Regions from separate parts of the Mus musculus genome. Here regions 1 and 3 are each linked to region 2. Evidence: chromatin contacts called from public Hi-C and HiChIP or PLAC-seq data. All regions are on one chromosome and are shown on one strand. The core of a region is the stretch at or near the end of the contact, and the rest is flanking DNA. Distances in the headings are between cores, read along the strand shown.

Region 1 (2,923 bases), core at 392-2,891, 100 kb before region 2:
GATCCCCTAGAGCTGGAATTACAAAGAGTTGTGAACTACCATGTGTGTTCTGGGAATTGAACCCTAGTCCTTTGTAAGAGCAACCAGGGCTCTTAACCACTGAGCCATCTCTCCAGTCCTACAGATTTTTTTTAGAAAGAAAGAGAGAAAGAAAGAAAGAAAGAAAGAAAGAAAGAAAGAAAGAAAGAAAGAAAGGAAGGAAGAAAGGAAGAAAGAAAGGAAGAAAGAAAGGAAGAAAGAAAGAAAGAAAGAAAGAAAGGAAGAAAGAAGAAAAAGTGTTTGTTTGTGTGTGTGTCTGTACACATGCAAATATTTAAATGGAGATGATCCAAGTCTGAAATCAGCCATTGGGAAACTGAGACAAGAGGACCAGCCTAGGCTTCCTAACAAGACTATCTCAAAGAGAAAACAAAAACAAACAAGAATTTAAACCACTAGGCAGCGGTGGCAGACTTCCTTTAATCCCAGCAGAGGCAGATGGATCTCTGTGAGCTCCAGGCCAGCCTGAACTACAAAGCTAGTTATAGGGCAGGCAGGGAAACCCTGTCTCAACAAAACAAAACAACAAACAACCCCCCCAAAAAAACACAAACAAACAATTTAAATCAGGCCAGGGAGACAACTCAGCTGGTAAAGACATTGGGTTCCAGGCTAGATGACCTGTGTTCAATTCCCAGGACTTAAAAAGGTTAAAAAAAAACTCACTCCCAAAAGTTGTTCTTTGATCAACTTTGTATGTGTTCTGTGGTGTGTGCATATACACATATAAATAAACAAAAAAGAACTGAAGGGATTTTCTAATCATGGAAAGTTTTAGTATGAATTAAATAGACCAACAAAGTATCTGTAAAATGTACATCGTTCGTTACTAATTCATGTGAAGCTATATGGTGTTTAGAGATGTATGCAGAAACCTATAGAAAACTGACATGATAAATTAGAATTTATAATACTTTACCAGATGACGGGAGAATTGAATTGAAACAGTTGTGGTTAACACGTTGAAATTATAGAACTGGGTCCTGGGTTACAGGAGAATCAGTTTGCTATTTTTTGCTATTCTATTTACATGCACTTCAAATTTGTTCAGGCTAGTTCTGAATAGTCATTTTTTTTTTCAATAATGGGATACGAATGACCTTTTCTCCACTTCCTGTTTTTCTCTATTTTCCATAAACCTGCCGGTAAAAACCTTTGAAATCAAAGATGTCTTTGACAAAAAAGAAACTTAAAACTAGGATCTAACAACCTAATAAGATGTTTCTCTTGCTATGAAACTTTAGCAGCTGAAAAAGCCATGCTTGGTACCGGTGCATGCAATGTTCTTTTGGGACAGCACTGTGTCATTAGAACCTATGTTGTAAATATGGCCAGATGATAAAAGGACCAGCTGCCATAAAGGCTTTCAAAGATCAAGAAACATCTAAGAAAGCGTGCGCGCGCATACACACACACACACACACACACACACACACACACACACACACACACACACAGCACCTCCTTCCTGCTTCTTAAATGCTAAATGACAAGACACTCTGGTTTTATTTCTAAACTTCCATGCAGTAAGCAGAGAGCAGGGCAGAGTTCTACATACCTCGGTGCTGACTCAGAAAGGAAGGGTTCCACATTCCTTAATTAGCAGTATCAGAAGAGCTCCACTTCCGGCACTGCAGTTCCCATTTCTCCCGACACACTGTGCACAACACCCAAGTCCACGAACAGGATGGTGGTGGGAAAGCCTGGAATGTAGACGGTGCCGCTTAATTTAACGTGTTCTCCTCTATTCGGTTACACATATCCTCTTGTCTTAATGTTTACCAGACAAAGATGTCGAATGAGCTTTGAGACTTCAGACATACGCTATGTATCTGGAGATCACAGTAAGGAATAGATAAACACTAAATTTAAAAATATAGCTGTCTTGGCAGGGCATGCCTTTAATCCCAACCCTCCAGAGGCAGAGGGATTTCTGTGAATATTAGGCCAGTCTAGTCTGTATAGTGAGTCCCAGGCCAGCCAGTGCTAGCTACATAGTGAGACTCTGTCAAAAATAATAATAATGTTAAAAAAAAACAAAAAAACAACAAAAAAAAAACAGCTTTCTCAGCTCCTCGCAGGCAAATGATTCCAAGCTCGGTGGCCAGCTCTTGCCTTTTTAGTGCCATTTACTGGAACTGTTTATGGTCTGTCCTCCAAAGACAAAGCTTTGAGGGAGATTTCCAAGCTCGATTACATAGCCATCCAAAGTGGCATAATTGATCAAGTTTGAAGAGTAGGTGGCAAAGCTATCGCAGCTTAAGGGAAATGTCAAATTCTTAGAGAACATTTTTTTTTCCTTGTAGATACTGGATTTGATAAGTTCAGAGAGCTTTGTTATTGTTGTGGTTCGTCTTTTGTTGGTTTTGTTTGTAAACAAACAAACAAAAAACAGGGTCTCACCGTGTAGCCTGGTAAGACTCATGGCAATTCTCCTGTTTCTGTCGCCTAAGAGAATCACATTCAACCTCGGAAGTGCTAGTATTACACAGAAAGAGCACCACTCCTGGTCAGAGGGTTTTAATAGAGAATAACCCTAAGGAGACAGTCAGCTGATTCAACAATTGGTTTTATAAGCAAGCTCTTTTGAAAAGTATCATTTTATACATTGGGGAAGCCCGAATCTGCTCCTCAACATGCCGCGTGCCATGATTCATGTTACATGACAAATGGACAGGACATCATGTTCGTTTGCCTCTTTATTTAAAGACAGGGTTTCTCTCCGGCTGATCTGAATCTCGTGATCCCTGCCTCACAGGTGTGTGCTTCCTCAAACTGTCTGCAGTCCTTCTGGTAGGTTTCTATTTGTTTTAACTGTAAATAAGACAGAATGACTCGTGCCTGTAGTCTCCACTCTTAAAAGACAGAGGCAGGAGGAGGCCAG
Region 2 (3,031 bases), core at 437-2,936:
TCAATGCCTCAAGAAAAATAGCTGTTGGTCACCACAGCGTGAAGCTTAATCAAATTTGTCTTCATGAATTTAGTGTTCTGACTCACCAGCGTGGGAGTGGGGGCTGATGTCAGGAGACACATCTCCGGATACCCGATCATTTGGCGGGTGAGAGTGGCATCGTGAAACATGGAAGCCGGAGAACTCGGAAGTTGGGGATGCCTGTAGGATTTCTTTTCCGTCCTCTTAGCTTTAGGCATTGACAAATGATGCACCGTTATCTGTCACCCCAGTATCACCCAGAGTCAAGACAGTGACTTAAACTGAACTATGGCACGGTTCAGGAGCAGTTCTGTGCTTTTTGTTTTGGTTACAAACTCCTTTTTCCTTTCAGGGGACAAGAAGACATAGGAGGGCGCCCTGGTTTGCCTTCCTGGTGCTGTGATAGACACCTTAACCAGAGGAAGTAACTTGGGGAGGCGAGGACCCTGCTTTCATTTACATCTTCATAGCTTGTTGGCTAAGCAGGCTGGCTGTGCAGATGAAGCCCCTGTTAGCACTCTCTGGCTCTCCTGGAAATTACCAACTGCACCAATGACTCTCCATCCGCAGCCCTGTTCTCTCCTCTTTGAGCCTTCCTGGCATCTCCCTGTTCTTCTCATGGATGCTCTTTCCCCAGCTCCCTAACAGCAGCATTCAGCAAGCTGTCATTCCTCTGAGAACCTGACACACAGTCCCAGCCCCAGTGCCTGCTTCCCCTGTTTGTGCAGCCCCTTTCCCTGTTTTTATAGCTTTGTGGTAATGAACAGGATCTGTGTCTGTCTGTCTTCCCTTCTCCAATTTTTTCTGCCTGTCTGTCCATCTGTCTGTCCTCTATCTCCCCACCCTCCAACTCCTTCCAGTGTTTCACTGTATAGCCCTGGCTGGTCTGGAACTTACTATATATACTATGCTGCCCTGGAACTCATAGAGATCCTCCTGCCTCTGTCTCCTAAATGCTGGGATTAGGACTAGATATTTCTATTGCCTGTTTTGTTATCAAAATTGTATTTGAAGAGGGCCTCACCCATTGATATATAGTGTTTACATGGCCCACACTGTGTGGCTGTGTGGTCCCTCTAACTGAGATATTCACTTCCTGGCCTTTTGAATGATGATGGTGGTGGCAGTGGTGGAGGAGGAGGAGAAAAAGGAGGAGGAGGAGGAGCAAGAGAAGGAGGAGCAAGAAGAGGAGGAACAAAAGGGGGAAGAAGAAGTGGAGGAGGAGGAAGAAGAGGAGGAGCAAGAGGAGGAAGAAGAGGAAGAGGGAGAGGGAGAAGGAGGAAGAGGAGGAGGAGGAAGAGGAAGAAGAAGGAGGAGGAGGAGGAGGAAGAGGAAGAAGAAGGAGGAGGAGGAGGAGGAAGAGGAGGAGGAGGAAGAAGAAGAAGATGAAGAAGAAAAAGGAGAAGGAGAAGGAGAAGGAGAAGGAGAAGGAGAAGGAGAAGGAGAAGGAGAAGGAGAAGGAGAAGGAGAAGGAGAAGAAGAAGAAGAAGAAGAAGAAGAAGAAGAAGAAGAAGAAGAAGAAGAAGAAGAAGAAGAAGAAGAAGAAGAAGAAGAAGAAGAAGAAGAAGAAAGCAGCTTCCTGGTTCAGTATAGAGATGAACCCTCTAGGCTATGAGTCACCAGCCTACATTCGAATCCCAGCTGTAACTCTTATTGCTCTGCCACCCTGGTTACACATCCAGGAGCTCTGACTCAGAATCCCTCCCAGCTGGTGCAGAAAAACATGACCACACCTCGCTAACTGCTTTGAAGTGCTCCTGAGGGCTCCCCTATGCTTGATGTCTTAGATTATGATCCTAGCAGATCTTTTCTGTTCTTATTTTTTAAAAAAAATGAAACACAGAACAATCTGGGCAACCACCTTTCCTGTCTTAGGGACAAAATTCATAGCATCCCGGTTGAGTCAGAGCAACTCAGGAGGTCTTCGATGACAGACTGTGGGGCTGTCTTTGATCTATTCTGGACACTCTGCTGACTCAGTGCTGACGACGGAAGACCCACTGGTGAAATGTCTGGGAGATCAAATATTTGTATGAGAGACTCAGGATTCCCAGCGGTCCCTGAAGCCTCATGGGAAGGGCTGGAAGGAATAAGAAAATTTACCAGGAACTGGTGTGGACTCCGACATCCGTTATTGCTGCCTGCAGTGGGTGATGGACAGACGGCAGTTCCTGGGAAGTTCTGTGAGGCCACTAGGTGGTCACAAGTTTAATTCGAGCCAGACATACAGGGCTGGCAAGGAGCACAAGATCCTGGTCTGCAAGAGATGCCTGTGGGCTCCGAGGAAGGTAGAACAGAAAGCAATTTAAATGAAGTAGGCAGCCCACAATTTGAAAATGGACGTCTGTTGTAGAGATGATTTTTAGTGGGGATATTGCCAGCATTTCAGGGGCCAAGGAAGAAGTGCAGGGAAGGTCGGGTTGCTGAATCCCTTGGGAACCTTGTCATCTTGAGGGATCCTGGGGGATCCAGGAATGTTTCCCAGGAAAAGGGATGACCACAGGGAAGCAAGCTTGCTGACAAGCCTTCTCCATGGAAGGAACTTGATGTTTTATTATTGTCATGATGCTGATTATGATTATTATTTATGGTGCTGGGTTAGGATCTGGGACCTCATGAATATTTGGCAAGCTCCCGACTTACGTCTCCAGTCCCAATCTCACTGCCCCTCTTACAAGGAGGGAAATACACTTAAGAGATTCACCATCAGATGATCAGCCCTACTCATGAGTTTCTTCCACCCTCCCCTGCTTGGCCCAGGTCTACGGTCTCAAAAGAAGTCATTCTTAGATTCTGTGTTTGTTCTCCATGGCTCTGCCTTGCTGTCGATGGCTGACGGATGCTGGGAGCTAGTGCACTGGATTCTCCTTTTTCGGGAGAATGGAATCTGCCTAAAGGATTGCCAGTCTCTCTGTCTTTGTATGACCAAGGCTGTAGTATGTAAGTCTGGGGCAGAGGGGCAGATGTTTGTCACCAAGACAATGCTGTGGTAGAGAGTTGGTCCATGCAT
Region 3 (2,786 bases), core at 60-2,559, 120 kb before region 2:
ATTTGGTACCAAGGTGGTCGATTTACTCTGGGAAAAGTAGTCAAGAAGGCTGTGGACGTTTTTCTCTTACAAAGAGAGGTGAAAGGCCCCCTGAGGCCCCTACCTAGTTGCCAGGCATGGCCAGCAGCTGTGGCTACCCTGCCTCCTCTTTTGTTGGCCTTAATCTCATGTCAAGTTATTCAACCACCTCAAAAGGGATGAAGACATAATTGAATCAACCTGAACTAAATCAGACCTAGGCCTCTTAAAACATACAACTTAATGGCTCCAACCCATCCCAAACCAGGAAACTGGCCACGGGATCCTGGGGTACACATGGTGCCCTACAGCCCTGGACCCCAAGCTGGTGCCCCTTAATCAACGCATGCTCAGGAATGCCTGTTTCTCAGAGAAAGAAACTAAGGCTCACAGGACACAGCCCTTAAGGTTGGGAACGACCACCCCGAGCCCCCGACCCAAACAATAAAAAGTTTAAAAGTTTCTACTACTGTGTGAGTGCGGACCGGCCCCCACTGGGGGTCCCAGAAGTGGGCCCCCGGGACTTCGGCTCACTTCAGGAAGCAAACCTTTCGGGAAAAATCCCCGCCCGCTGTCCCCACCCCCACCCTCCCCGCCCAAGAATGCGCTTCCCGTGCGCCGAGGGTCTGAGGCGGGGGCGCCCTTCACTGCGCGCCCGCTCGCGTTGAGGCTAAACTGAGGCGCACGGGGCGGCGCCCTCGGATGTGCGGTGCCGCCTCCCGCCAACCCGCACGAACTTCCCACGGGAGTTTGCGGGACGTTCTAAGTTTGGGAGTGAAACCGAACACCTTCCTTGGTTGGCAGGACGCAGCTCCCGCAGGGGCCCGGACCCCCGACGGCCACGCCGCGCCGGGCAGGCCATTGTCTCGGCCGTCCCTCCCAGCCCCACGCGCGGCCGCAGCCGTGGGGACGCGGCCCCGGCGCCCCTTTACCTGCGGCCGTCCGGCTGCACCGCCCAGCCGCGGGGCTGAAGGAGCGGCAGAGGCGGCGCGGCCTTTGTGCGTCTGCCGCTAGCCCCGACGGCGCGGGGACCGGGACGGGGCCGCGCCATGCCCGCCTCCCACGGCCGCGGGCGCCGGGACCCCCACCCCCACAGAGGCTCCGGGGGGCCGGGCTCACCTCCGGCGCGGGGCGAGGGAGCGGCGCGGGCGCCCCCTACTCGTCCGCGCGGGGACAGTGCAGGCGCGGGGTCCCTGCGCGGGCGGGCGGGCGGCCGGCGTCCGGCGGGGGGACTGTTGGGGCAGAAAGTGCTCGCAGCAGCTGTTGCGCCCTCCCCCCCGGCCGCGCCGCCTGACGCCCCGCCCCCGGCCACGCCCCCTCTGTGACCGCGCGTGTGCGCAAGCGCGTCCCCGACCCGCCCACCGCTGCGGGCCACGCCCCCCTCGGACCCCCCGAGGCGCGAGCCCCGCGGAGCGGCGCGCGCACCCCACTCCCACCCCGTGGGCTCCCGCGCACGCGCGCCCCGCGCCGTGTCCCGCCATCCGGCCTAACGTGGCGCGCTCGCGCCCGGGCGGTTCCAGTGACAGGTATTCTGGGGATGGAGGGGGGGGCTGCAAACGCAGCACGCAGGCGCACAGCCAGTCCTCCCTCGCCGCCTCCCCCTCCCTTGCAAGGTGCGCCCCGGGAGGGGAGGGAAGAGGAGGGGAGGGGCCGGTTGCCCAACTCCCCGGTCGCCCAGAATCACGAACAACAACAATAATAATAATAAAAATTTAAAAATAAACCAACCTTGCCACTGGCTTCGGGAGCTCACAGGATAGCGGTGTTCTGAGGTGTTGTGAAGGTTAACACTTTCAGAGAGTCAATGTGAGGAAGGTCCGAGACCTAAAAAGAATAAATTTTCTCTTAAATTGTTATCTTCAAAAAGCCTTTTTATTTCTTCCTTAACACCCTGGGCTTGTGTTTCTATTATAGTTTCATATCTGAATTTGGACTTGGTACCTAATAAATCTTAGTTTGCAGAGAAATTCATTTGAGTGAAACTAGGCTTAAAAGTGTGCTCAAAAACAAAAACCACACACTTCTTTATGCCCATCTCACTTAAAGCGTTTCCCTTCTGTTTTGTTCCTGACTCGTATTAAAGATGAAAGAAGATAAGACAGGAAAAGGTTTGACTCCAAAGGCCTGGGACTGATGTCCCGTTTTAAGCAAGCCCCAGGGAGGAACTATGGCGGCCACAATCACATCCAATAATTTTTCTGCTCCAAAATGCAAATGAACTCAAATGTAAAATAGATTTATTGCTTAACACCGAACAGTCAACTTGTTTGTTTCTTTTTCAAGCTGGCCCTCGGTGTATCAAAAAGTGGGAAAACATCAAGAAAAGCATACATACCCATTTCCTAAATCAAAAAGAAGCGTGGGGGTTGGGGGGGAACGGGACAAAAAAGAACCGACCGGAACTGGTAAGCAACGCAGTCCTTAATAAATAGGAAGAAGAATTCAAGAAGACAGCTTAGCAAGGGGCAAGAACCTGCCTTGTAGAATGTTTTTGCTGTCATTTTACATAGAACTACCAACCCACATATGGTCTCGTTAGTCTTTTTTTTCAAAGGAAGTGAATCAATTACTTACTCACAATTAATTAGCATCGCTGGAAGTAGATCCTTAAGCCAGCCCTGATTCTCATCCAAGCCCAGAAGATATTGATCATTTTTAGTACTAGGGTTCCTTTTCTCACCACAGATTAATATCTTTCTCTAAAGTATTATATTTACCCTATAAATATCATAAACTATAATATTTATAAGGTTAAAGCCTTATAAATA

The links. Hi-C and Micro-C count contacts between places; a contact is called where the count stands out from the background. HiChIP or PLAC-seq counts read pairs in DNA pulled down with a chosen protein or histone mark.
Region 1: a Hi-C map of muscle stem cells shows a contact between it and region 2, with 1.9 times the contacts expected there. The contact joins two enhancer-like sites. A contact is called at or near these places in 12 of 39 promoter capture datasets (the 3T3-L1 cell line, the C10 cell line, the HPC-7 cell line and 6 more), 1 of 15 datasets of contacts at CTCF or cohesin (CD8 T cells), 14 of 484 Hi-C or Micro-C datasets (B cells, the C2C12 cell line, LSK cells and 8 more), 31 of 115 datasets of contacts at active chromatin or transcription factors (the 230-238 cell line, CD8 T cells, DN3 thymocytes and 20 more) and 5 of 9 other capture datasets (adipose tissue, embryonic stem cells, liver and 2 more).
Region 3: a BATF HiChIP or PLAC-seq map of CD8 T cells shows a contact between it and region 2, with 13 read pairs. The contact joins the promoter of Zfp217 here to the enhancer-like site in region 2. A contact is called at or near these places in 2 of 39 promoter capture datasets (embryonic stem cells and macrophages), 4 of 15 datasets of contacts at CTCF or cohesin (CD8 T cells, the NIH/3T3 cell line, large pre-B cells and 1 more), 62 of 484 Hi-C or Micro-C datasets (the 63-12 cell line, the AML12 cell line, B cells and 39 more), 45 of 115 datasets of contacts at active chromatin or transcription factors (the 230-238 cell line, CD8 T cells, DN3 thymocytes and 31 more) and 5 of 9 other capture datasets (adipose tissue, embryonic stem cells, liver and 2 more).

What each region holds. Positions count from the first base shown.
Region 1 is chr2:170,146,265-170,149,187 of GRCm38.p6, forward strand. It overlaps a transcript of Zfp217 not described here. Among named protein-coding and RNA genes, the nearest start is that of Zfp217, 17 kb to the left of the region's middle. Within about 2 kb of position 1,642, at least 155 of the 459 cell types and tissues checked have an H3K27ac peak or open chromatin away from gene starts, as enhancers often do. A contact at or near this core is called in the C2C12 cell line, CD8 T cells, the N1E-115 cell line and 3 more, where this site is marked.
Region 2 is chr2:170,246,160-170,249,190 of GRCm38.p6, forward strand. No RefSeq gene overlaps it. Among named protein-coding and RNA genes, the nearest start is that of Gm17619, 54 kb to the left of the region's middle. Within about 2 kb of position 1,687, at least 106 of the 459 cell types and tissues checked have an H3K27ac peak or open chromatin away from gene starts, as enhancers often do. A contact at or near this core is called in the 63-12 cell line, the C2C12 cell line, CD8 T cells and 16 more, where this site is marked.
Region 3 is chr2:170,129,911-170,132,696 of GRCm38.p6, forward strand. It overlaps Zfp217 (zinc finger protein 217), which reads right to left and starts at 1,310. Exons shown (of 6, transcript NM_001033299.3): 1 at 1,138-1,310.